2 separate regions of the Triticum aestivum genome follow, and region 1 is linked to region 2. The links are chromatin contacts, called in public Hi-C maps. All regions are on one chromosome and are shown on one strand. Each heading gives the region's core, a stretch centred on a gene start, on an enhancer-like site or on the middle of the called end of the contact. The rest is flanking DNA. Distances are from core to core; before and after follow the strand shown. Region 1 holds the start of LOC123094947. Region 2 holds the start of LOC123092561 (kinesin-like protein KIN-5B).

Evidence for each region. Hi-C and Micro-C count contacts between places; a contact is called where the count stands out from the background.
Region 1: a Hi-C map of leaf shows a contact between it and region 2, with 4 times the contacts expected there. The contact joins the promoter of LOC123094947 here to the promoter of LOC123092561 in region 2. A contact is called at or near these places in 2 of 5 Hi-C or Micro-C datasets (both in leaf) and 1 of 1 datasets of contacts at active chromatin or transcription factors (leaf).

The regions. Positions count from the first base shown.
Region 1 is chr4B:434,420,899-434,426,325 of IWGSC CS RefSeq v2.1, forward strand. LOC123094947 reads right to left here and starts at 1,761. Exons shown (of 9, transcript XM_044516804.1): 1 at 1,619-1,761; 2 at 1,175-1,279; 3 at 1,049-1,100; 4 at 852-958; 5 at 673-767; 6 at 368-523; 7 at 109-183; 8 at 1-17. The coding sequence starts at 1,229.
Region 2 is chr4B:433,586,199-433,591,882 of IWGSC CS RefSeq v2.1, forward strand. It overlaps LOC123092561 (kinesin-like protein KIN-5B), which reads right to left and starts at 2,178. Exons shown (of 23, transcript XM_044514361.1): 1 at 1,801-2,178; 2 at 1,412-1,538; 3 at 890-1,045; 4 at 475-815; 5 at 254-392. The coding sequence starts at 2,006.

The DNA of each region.
Region 1 (5,427 bases), core at 511-3,010, 830 kb after region 2:
ACCGACGCGGTGTCCGTCTGCAAGATGTGTAGGGATCGTGTTCAGGAGTGGCTTCGGGCTACTTCATGGAGAACCAAGAAAACGGCAGCATGCACATTTTTTTTTTACCTTGCCGTAGGGGGAAACCAGCTGCTGGAGCGCGGTGATCTTGTCCCCCAGCTTCTGGCTCCTCTTGCACGGTGCCTGCATGGATGCAACTGTTTTGGTCACAAATCCGTGTCACCCGGTTGCGCCGTGCAAAATCGTTTTATTCCGTGCAGCTGATCAACCCAGTGTCACTTCAAGTGTACTACGAGTATCCGACAGACACACGGCCCTGTTATGAATCCAGCAGATAAAAAAAGGGAGAAGGCAAACGCAACGTCACCTTGGCAGCTGCTGTAGTAGTAGTATTCCTTGGCTTTGCGCTGCTGCCCTGCAGCCGGCTGTCCGTCGTCGTTGTCTTGCGCCTCTTGGAGCCACTGAAGCTGCTTCCGTCACAGACCATCGTCTCGCCGCCTGCTGCCGTCCATCTCACAGGATGCTGACAGAAAAACAAACACCCTAACAGACGTAAACGCCACATCACCTTCGGTTTTTGTATCTTCAGATCGATCTTCCTTTTTTTCCCCCTTTTTTCGAAAAAAAAAGAAAAGAAAATGGCAATGATAATAATAGAGTAAAGGGCAGTACGGTAGCAGCAGTAGGTGGCTGGTCCTGGGTGTAGCCGAAGTGCATGAACGCAGCAGGCCTACCGTCGCCGCCGTAGGCAGAACCGTCTCCCATTCCTAGGTTCACCGGCGGGCAGTGAGATCAGATCAGAAACAAGTAAGCAAAGAGAAAACTCTAACAGGAAGTAAATAAGGACGTACCGAAAAAGCTCTCGGAACTGCGCGTGGCGAAGAGAGCCGGCGCCGGAAGGCTCTGAAGCGACGACATGTGGTGGCAGAGATGGCCATAGTCGGCGGCGAGCCTGCTTCTGCTCACGGGGAAGGAGCAATTGCTTCAGCCAGCCAGTTCACGCGGGAAACTGCAGTTAGTATCGGGACCAAACGGTTTGATAACTTACATTCCGTCGAAACCCGCGGCTCCGGGCGCAGAATTCGAGGATTCACATTTCACTGCAATTGAAAACAGAACATGATTTCAGAGACATCATCGTAGAGAATCGCGTGGCGGGGGCACGGAAATGTACCGTAGTCGTCGCTCAAGGGCAGCAAGAGCGGGGACGGCGCCGAGCAGTTCCACATTGTGGTTGCGATCAGACTCGATCTGCCAGCAGCTCCCAGGATTTCATCACCTGGAACGGAAACGACGACACATTCAGTTCCGGTGAGGCAAAATGAAGAGCCCAAACATGAACCACACGGCACGAGAAATTCCAGCTTTATTCTGGTGATCTACAACTTGAGGACACGAACTATGAAAGACCCGGCAACATAGTAATAAGAACGTAAATAAGATGGTGTTTTTTCACGAGAAAAATATATATAAATAACATAATACTACAAGATTCAGAAACGGCACGAAAAGTGGACGAGGAAGAAAGAAGAAGATTCACAATCCAGCACAACAACGTTGCTCGGCAATGCGGAAGGAAAGGAAGAAAGATGGAACCGTAAGGCTCATCGGTAGTTACCCAATGGAAGAGCATGCACCGCGGGAGAAGAGGAGAGGTCTCGTGGAGAGAGAGGCCGCTAAAATAAGTAGAGTAGAACTCTGCTACTCCGCCGGTTAAGTCCAAGGTACTCCTATAAATTGCATGCGTGGTTTGGTTTTCGCCTTCCCCTCTTCCTCTCCTGCCGTTTTCACTGGCGCCGCTGCAGCTGCTAATTATAAGCCGTCTGTCCGTCCGTCCGAGCTACAGTAGGTTGCCAAAATAAACACGTGAGAGAGAGAGAGGCCAAGGAAATCAAAGGAGGGCACGGGAAAACGGGATGGAGAAGGCCATTATACTCGTTCCTTAAATAGCAGGGCCACCACACCTCCCGGTTCTCGTAAATAAATCCAAGCCCCGGCCGTTCAAGCCACATAGTAACCTGCATTGACTTATTACACGCAGATGTCATCAGTACTGGCATGATTGGCTCAAGGCTGATCTGATCCAATCACTGTTGCAAATGCGTTACCATCTGTTGGGTAATCTACTCGTACCATTGCCGAACCAACTGCGCCGTTCCGCTTGGGCAGGAGTACCATGTAGTGGTGCTAGAAAACGACATCTTTTTGGCGCAGGGCGCTTGTCCTGCCGTCGTGACGGCTGACGAGTGTCGGGACGCCGGTCCGTGTCCGGTTGACCGATGTCCCAACTGCTGCTCATCAAGGGTTTGAGTTCCCTTCTTTATCGTGTCAGGGTCAGTTGGAGGCAGCGGCACAGTGTTTTTTATGGCGGCCGAGCCGATTGTTTAAGCTGCGTCCGTCGAAGGCCATGATTATATATCTAACCAAACACCCGAGACCGAGCCGCGGGGCATGGCCGGCCGCCCCATTGTTTAAGCTCCGTCGCGTCGCGTTTCTGTTTGAGCTGAGCTGCTTGTTTTCCTTCCTTCTTTTTTTTTTTGAGAATCTGCTGCTTGTTTTCCTGAGACAGACATCACAGCTCACCGTGCGCCAAAACAGCAGCCGATCGCAGCTCTCGTCGCGACAAAGGAAGGGTGCTTGTCAAGTTTCAACGGCTGGATTCAGCGGAGCCTCGAAGCAGAGCAGATCGCTTGGAAGACGGACACGATCACCTCGCCTCGCAGTAAAAGAAAAAAATAATACTCCGGCAGCTAGTATACTACTCCACACCCTCCGTCCCTGAGACACTCATTTTGGGACGGAGGGAGTAGGTAATAATGCGTCAAGATACGTTCATGAATGATAATGCTGCATTTGTTAGCCAGGAACGTAAATGTGGTATCTGCACCTGCCATTTTGTTTTGTTCGAAAACGCAGCCGCTCTATGCTGCTAAACATAGACAGGCGCTCGCTCCTCTCACGACCACACTCCAAATTCAGCGTTTTTTCCTCAACATGGTGGCGTGCACAGAGACATCAATCTCTTGTGGAAGAAACGCAAACGCGCGGTTGCGGTTGCGGTGGCTAAAAAGGGTTAGATCAGACTCGACAAATAGGATGCACCAAGTCAACAAGTTGACGCCTGCGGCCTGCCGTTTCAAGACAAAGTTGGAAACAAAAGACTACTACTCCCTCTGTAATAAAGAAGTAAAAGAGCGTTTATGGAGGGAGTAGACCCCAAGCCTTTTCTGCCCCAAATGGTAACTGGTAGCCGAATTTCACCACTTTATTTCAACTCAGACGCGTTTCACCTCAAGTTTTCCGGTGTGGGATTTCCGACCATGTCCCCACGCCTGCTTTAGCAAGTTATGAGAATTTCTCCACACATAAAAATAAAAAAGAAAGTTAAGAAGCAATCGCTTTCACCCGTGCCGTCTTTCTAGTTTAGAATAGTTCTTGCCGACGAGTCCACATCTGTGCCTGAGCCCTTGGCCGCCTCCTCTATCTGCAGCAGATCAGATGGCAATTGTTTTCACCAAGCTATGATTTGTTGCAAGAGAAAAGAATGGATAACCAAATTCGACTCGGTTTGTGGATATCACAGAGGATCAATTCATCGCATGAGAAAACAAGTGATATGTCGCAGCAGTCTCGCTTGTTTGTAGCTACTACTGTACCAATTAAGCAACAAAGAGTAGTGAGTGATTCAGCAGTGCTAAATGACGGACACATGCCCCACATTGACCAGGGCGACTCTGGTATCAACCACTTCAGGCTTAACCTACTGCGAAGCCTAATCTATGCACATAAGATGTGAGCACAAGAGGGCAAACGAGCCCAGTGCCGTGATTCGAATCGTCGAAATCTTGTGCCTGGAAAGCTTGCATTTGGCTGATACTGCCGAGGAGAATCAGGGATTCATCTGTGGCAGGTAAACCCAGTGTTCATTCAACCAGAAAATATGCCCTCCATACACAGATATATGGAAGCAGGTGGGCGGCCAGGGGAAACAAGGTGACTAAGAATTTTTCAGGTAGATCATACCTTGCCAGTACAGATCATTACACCAAACTAAAACAGCCAGGATGATGTACCGCGTATATCTCACTTAACTACGAGACGACAGACATAAAAAATGATGCAGAGATAGATGGCAAAAAATAGGAACAACATAGCGTGATGGCTAACTCATCTGACTTCACACGGATAGTCGAAAGTGCAACCGGAGCGCCCAAGCTACACAAGATAAAGATATAAGACTGAAGCCACCGCAGGGAAAAAACATTGCGTGCAGGCTAACCCATTTGAAATGCAGGCGGCATCTAAATGAAGCAAATTATCAAACTTGGAAGAAACTACTCATAGACGAAAGTGACTCGAAACAATAACCTTTATGCATTACGGCAGCAGACACAGATTTGGAAGATGCAAGGTAACTAAATGCAGAATAAAGCTCAATGATTGATATGTCAGATAAGATACTCGATTTGCAAAGCACTTGGTTTATGGTTAAGAGAATCTTGACTCTTATGCAAGGACATCCTTGTTGTCGATTTTTGGTGACGGAACAAAACTGAAAGCTCGAATAGTCAAATGATAGGAGTTCAGGTGTCTCCGTCAAGGATAGACTAAATTACCAAAGCTCTATATGACCAATAATAATAATCAGCACCTCCTACCATAAATATCAGGCCCTTCATAACTAGAATGGATTCAGAAATAGTTCACTGAAAGAGGGAGCAAAAAAATCTAGTTTTGCAGAATCCATTGAAAGAATTTGGTTACGTGTCCAAGGCTCCAAATGATTTGAAAATGTTATCACTTAGCAGCATATTTTCATGACCCGTACTATGAAAAAGTAAGATGCATGTTTATTTGATTTTCAGCACAAGCTCGTAAAACATTTGTCTATCTAAATCTTGTTTGAAGATGTATTAAACTCTTCACTAAAAGTCAAACATTACAGAAGCCGTGGCCTGTGGGCAACAAAACTAATTTAGTTCACTTAAGTATAGCCCTCCAAATTCTCAAAAAAAAAAGTATAGCCCTCCAACAAGATATGCATGTAGAACACTTCAACATCTCTGGAAGCAAAATACAGCCAGCAGTCATATATCTCCAGGCTTACAGAAAATGCAGCAAAACCTATGACGCTAGAAGATTAAGTATAACTGTTGCACAAGATAAGGATCGGAAAGGGTGCATATGTCTTCAGGATTTAAGAAAGTCAAACATTACAGAAGCTGTGGACAACAAATGCAATTAAGTTGATTTAATATATCTGTACATAAGTGTAGCTCCCCCACAAGATAAGGATCAGAAAGGGTGATATCTTCAGGCTTTCAGAAAGTGCAGCAAAAGCTATGAGGTTAGAAGATTAAGACTTCGTCACTAACCTTTACACTAACTAGTAGCAATTGTAAGTTGCAACTCCAAAAATCAAGAAAC
Region 2 (5,684 bases), core at 928-3,427:
TCTTTTTTTGCTGAGAAGAAATTGCTTTGGAGATAAGATGGTTATGTATAAGGCCTACAACATACCTAACTGAAAAGCCTTCTTCGAAACAACTATTCAAATGGGACAGCAGGATATACAATTTATCATCTTCCAGTGTGTACTTTACCAGTTCAACCAAGTGAAAATATGGACGATTAACCCATGCGTCCCAATAGGATGGGGTATGACAAACAGTTGATATAATCACTTATTAGTTGGTAATGGTAAGTACCTCTTTTGCACCTGATCGAGCTATACTCTCTGATCCTGCCAGGTCTACAAGGTTCAACCTCCCATATTTCATGAGTTCCTGATTCCCTGTTGTTGTTACTTTGACATGGATATATATAGAAAAGACAGAATGTGAACGGCTGCAAGTACAGGATACACAATGATCAGTATTCAACACGTCCACTATTGGAACCCAAAAAAAGAAGTGAAATGGTCATTGACCTGCTTTGCATATTCAGTGCAGTGTCGGCAGTGCGTCTCCTAGTTGATCCATGTTGTAACAGACTATATATCTCACCAGGACTGTAGACAACAATTTCTTCAAGGCCTCTTATGACAGACCCACCTTTGCCATCTTCCATAAGAGATATAGTAGGCCTTTTGTGTCTATCTTCAGGGAATCTACTTTGGTCCTCTGAAGCCAACAGATCTGTTATTTCTTCGTTATAGAGCTCCAAGAAGGTTACCTTCATGCTATAGACAGCCTTCTGTGCTTTCAAAATGTCAAAAATATGGCGCACTGCTCTTGGCATGACACCAGCACTAGCTGGCAGTTCACCTACCTAAAAAGGCAGATGAAGCAAATTGTTCAGTTGCTGCATGTAACTTCTAAGCCGATGTCCAAATATTTTAGTACCTGCTGCATCATCTCTCCCTCCATAGTATAAGTTTTCCCGGTTCCAGTTTGTCCAAAGGCAAAGACAGTACAATTGTAGCCTTCAAGGACATCATCGACAATTGGTGCAACAGCATGATCATATATTGCCCTCTGCTGAGATTTTGGGCCAAATACCTGGTATAAAATAACAACTGTACATAAATGAAAAACCATGTGAATCTACGTCAATCATGTAGGGGTGTTTTTCGAAAAGGAATGTCAAACCTCCAGGCCTCTGCATCCTCACATGCACACAACCATCATTTAAATAAAGAAGATGCAAAGCAACAGGGCCAAATCATCAACACATAAACAGAGTACATGAAGTATACAACAATGGAATAACCATGTAGGAGTATTTAGCACTTGTATAATCATCATGTTACAGATTTGTGAGACACAAGATTTTAATCGTTTAAAATTAGTGATAACCGAATGACGAAAACTATTTAAAATCCATAGACCATAAGCAGCAAGCACAGGGATCAATAGTAACTTTACCTTGTCAAAGGTGAATGTTTTGTCTGCTTGCTTGAATAGACTGTTCAGAACTGTGACCTCCCTCTTGGTGTCGTTGCAGGAGACGGCACTCTGGACATTCGCTTTCTGCTCCTCCACGCTTAGCGGTCTAACCATGCACCAGTCATAAAAACGAATCAGAGACACCGTGGAGATGTGCAACTGACTCCTAGTCTTTAACAACATGAACTAGCACCAGCAGCAATTTGCCCAAAATTTCCGTTGTCACTACACAGTTGACAATCAGAGATAAAAGCTAGAATTCCCACTGACTACGCCACGATTCGCCTTAGTCCTAGGCTGCTACTTGGAGCATCACAGCATGGCTTACAAAGATTTTGCTCGGCGGGGCCAAAGCGAGAGCACCTCACCTGCATCGGAGCACGACCTGCACGTTCGCCTCGCGGTCCCTGTCATTGCCGCCGTTGATGCTGCAGGCGCCTACGCCGCTGCGGCGCACGGAGCTGTGCGAGCCCGCTTCCGCCCACCGCAGCTCCCGGCGCTCGGGTCGCGGCGTGAGGAAGGGGGTCGGCGGGCTCACCCACGACCGCCGGCTGGGGTTCGGGGTATGCGCCATCCCGGCGACGCCACCTAAAGCGACCCCGGAGCTTGGATTTGGAGGCGGATTGGGGCGAAATCCGCGTGGTTTCTGTTGGATTCGGCTCCGCGATTTGGGAGAAGGGCGAGAGGAAGAGGAGGACGCCTTTTTCGCGTGTTTTGAAATTTTGAATGAACACAGCGATGGGGTCTCGGGGAGTGGGGAGTGGGTGTGAATGGGGGAGGCATTGGGATAGTGGGCCTTAAACGCGTGGGCAACGGCCCACTGCGCAGAGCGAGATTGATGTCACTTTCTTCTTGCAATCAAAGCCGGAAAACCCTATTCGCCGCTCGCTGCGGCGAAGTGTCGGGGATTCGCACAGGGCAAGCATGCTTGGGACAGGAGATGGGCCGGCCCAGTTCGAGCAGTACACAGTACGCCCAAATCTGAACCCAGTTTTTTCCTGTGTATTCTGTTTTTTTCGTTTTCCTTTTCCTTTCTTCTTCTTCTTTTTCTGTTTCTCTTTTTCTTTTTCCTTTGTTTTCTAGTTTATTTTTTATTTTTTCTTCTTCTTTTTGGTTTTTAGTTATTTCTGTTTCTTTTTTCTTTTTTCGATTTTTCTGTTTGTTTTCTTTCTTTGGTTTTTTATTTCTTTTTTCCTTTCCTTTTTTTTATCAAAAGAATTTCAAAATATTCAAAAAAAAATCGTGTTTCCATAAAATGTTGAGGTTTCAAAAGAAGTTCTCAAGATTCAAACATTGTTATTGTTACACAAATAGTTGAAAAGTTTTGAAATGCAGAAATGTACCGGATTTCAATTGTTTGTTCCCTTTTCCATAAAATATTCGCGCTTCCAAATTTGTTTGGGATTTTCCAAAGTTGTTTTCCATTTCAAAATTTGTTCTCAAGATTAAAAAAATGTTCGTGCTTTAAAAAATTGTTCGCACTTCCAAATTTGTTCGGGATTTTTAAAAATTATTCTCTGTTTTAAAATTAGTTCTCAAGATTAAAAAATGTTCGTGCTTTAAAAAATTGTTCGCACTCCCAAATTTGTTCTCAAGATTCAAAAAATGTTCGTGCTTACAAATTTGTTCTCCGTTTCAAAATTTGTTCTCAAGATTCAAAAAATGTTCGTTCTTTAAAATTTGTTCTCCATTTCAGAAAATGTTTGAAACATTTCAAAAAAAGTTTGGCATTTAAAAAAACATGTTTACAAATTTGTTCTTGTTTCTCGAAAATCTTCTGAAATTTTCAAAAACTGCATGTAATATTAATTCTTTTTATGTAATTCAAAAACTATTTCCAAATCTGAAATTTTCCAAAAAATTGTTCGTGTTTTCTAAAATGTGTGCAACAATTGAAAAATCTGTACGCTACAGCAAATATGATCATGCAAATTTGTATGTTATACTATCACAGTATATTAAAAGTGATGCATTCAGTTTCTTACTATGAACTCACAGTTGGTGTGGTGGCTAGCATCTCGCGTAATCAACTGTCTGGCGTGAGTTCGATCCCTTGCCGCTGCACTTTTACTTCTTTTTGAGGATTCTTTTGCGCTACACATGGGCCGGCCCAGTCGGAGCACTCCTGTGCGGGCGGCCGACCGTTTGCCGCAACGAGCGGCGCATAGAAGCTCCCATCAAAGCCTTCCCTTTCCCTCAAAAACAAAAAATCAAGGAAATCGGTTTAAATAAACCGGCTGATCAACGCGCTTCGTAAGTTGCCTGTTGTTGAAATATATTGCCCGTCTCCCTCCAACAGTTCAGACTTTTGGAGCAACTGAGTGGAGCATAAATTCAATATATGATATCCGAGGCAAGAGGTTTTGAGTTCAAGACCCTACTAGCGCAGTATTAAATAAAATAATTATGCGGCCTACATCGATCTCACGTCTAAGGACTAAAATAGGCTAGACGTGAGGGGGAGTGTTGAAATATATTGCCCGCCTCCCTCCAACAGTTCGGACTTTTGGAGCAACTGGCTGGAGCATGAATTCAATACCTTTAATGCTCGCCACGCGTCTGGTGGGCCCAACAAGCCGCTTATCTCTCCTTCTCCCTTATCCTTTCATTCCTTTATCTCTTTCCTGCACGCGTTGAGCCGCTCGTTTCTTCTCCTCGTTTTCTTCTTCCTGCGACACAACACAACCATGGCAGTGCCATCGCCACCGGTGCCGCCACCGCTCACATTTCTGCTATGCCTGCTCCTACACGCCATGCTCTTCACCGCTGTTGCAAACCGCCGTCGCCTCGCGTCGCTGCACCGCTGCTCCACTATAGCTCCGGCGAAGCAGCCTGCGTCGTTGTCATCGTGCGCTGCATCGCAACTTCCGCCATGGCCGCCGCGTGCTACATCGCAGCATACGTTGTCATCGCCGGCGCCGCAATGAAGTGCAACCGGGGCTGCAATGGAGCGCTGCCGGGGTCGTTGGAGCGCGGCCGCGGGTGCATTGGAGCTTCGCCGACGGCTCAGTGCAGCGCTGCAGTGGCTCGATGCAACGTCGGCGACGGCTCTAGAGGGAAGCTTTTGGTGTTGCATTGGAGCGCTCGCCGTTGGCTCCATTGCAGCTCCGCCGGAGCGCTCGCCGGCCACTAGACGTAGCGTTTTGGTGTTGTTGTGGAGCTCTGGTCAGGGCGGCTCTCCGGTGCTACGGAGACATGCGGTGCTGTGAGATCGAAGCAGGAGGGCTGGTTGAACGCGACGCGAGAGAGAAAGGTCAGCGACTCGGCGTGCGTTGACGTATCCAAGGGTTGGAAAGAATGGATCACACGGCTGGCGACCCGACTTATTTCGCTAGAAAAAGGTTTAAAAACAGTCGGATGATTTTACATGATTGTAAGCCCCGTCCAGCTTTCGCCACGCGTCCCCTGGCTGGGCCCATGCGCCGCTTACCATCGGCCTTATCTCCACGCAGGAAGCCCATAGCCACACGTTTCCAGCCGGTATCGTCGTTTACCTCATGCTCGCTTTCTTTCTCGTCTCCTGCAGATCCCCTCTCTCTCCTTTTCTCATGCTCTTCCCCCTTCCTCTGGACCGAGGCCAGCCCCAGCAAATCGATGGCCACCCGCTGCCACAAACTTTGCTCTCTACTCCGCTATTGCTGCTGCTCGTTGTTGCAAAGCCAAAGGGGAAACGTCCACTGCTTGCCGCTATTGCTGTAATTGAGTACTGCAACGGTGGTCGTCAGCGCTACAGTGAAGGGCTCGCCATTGCTTGTTAGCGCTGCAATGGAGCGCTCGCCAGCGCTCCCGACGCTGCAATGGAGAGTTCGTCGGTGCTGAAATGGAGCACTCAGGGGCGCTGCAATGGAGCACTCGCCAGAGCCCCCTCCCGGCGCTGCAATGGAGAGCTTGCCGGTGCTGCAATGGGGCGCTCGCCGGCACTCCCGACGCTGCAATGAAGCGCTCACCGGCGGTCTTGGAGCTGCGATACAGCTCCGGGCGCTGCAATGGAGCGCTCGCTGACGGTGTCTCAGTGTTGCGATGAAGCGCTAGGCGGAGGTTTGCAGCATCACCGGCGAGCGCCAGCCAGCTGAGGACGTGGTCAACTGCATCAGGGGCAAGTGGTGACCAGCGGAGTACTGAAGAGAAAGCAATGCTCGTGGAGGGCGTGTTGTGCTGCGGGAGAGCGATGCATCCGTGAGAGGGCAAAGCGACGGTTGTGATGCTGCGCATCTAACGGCCGTGGAGGCGGCTTATATTTCGCTAAAATCAA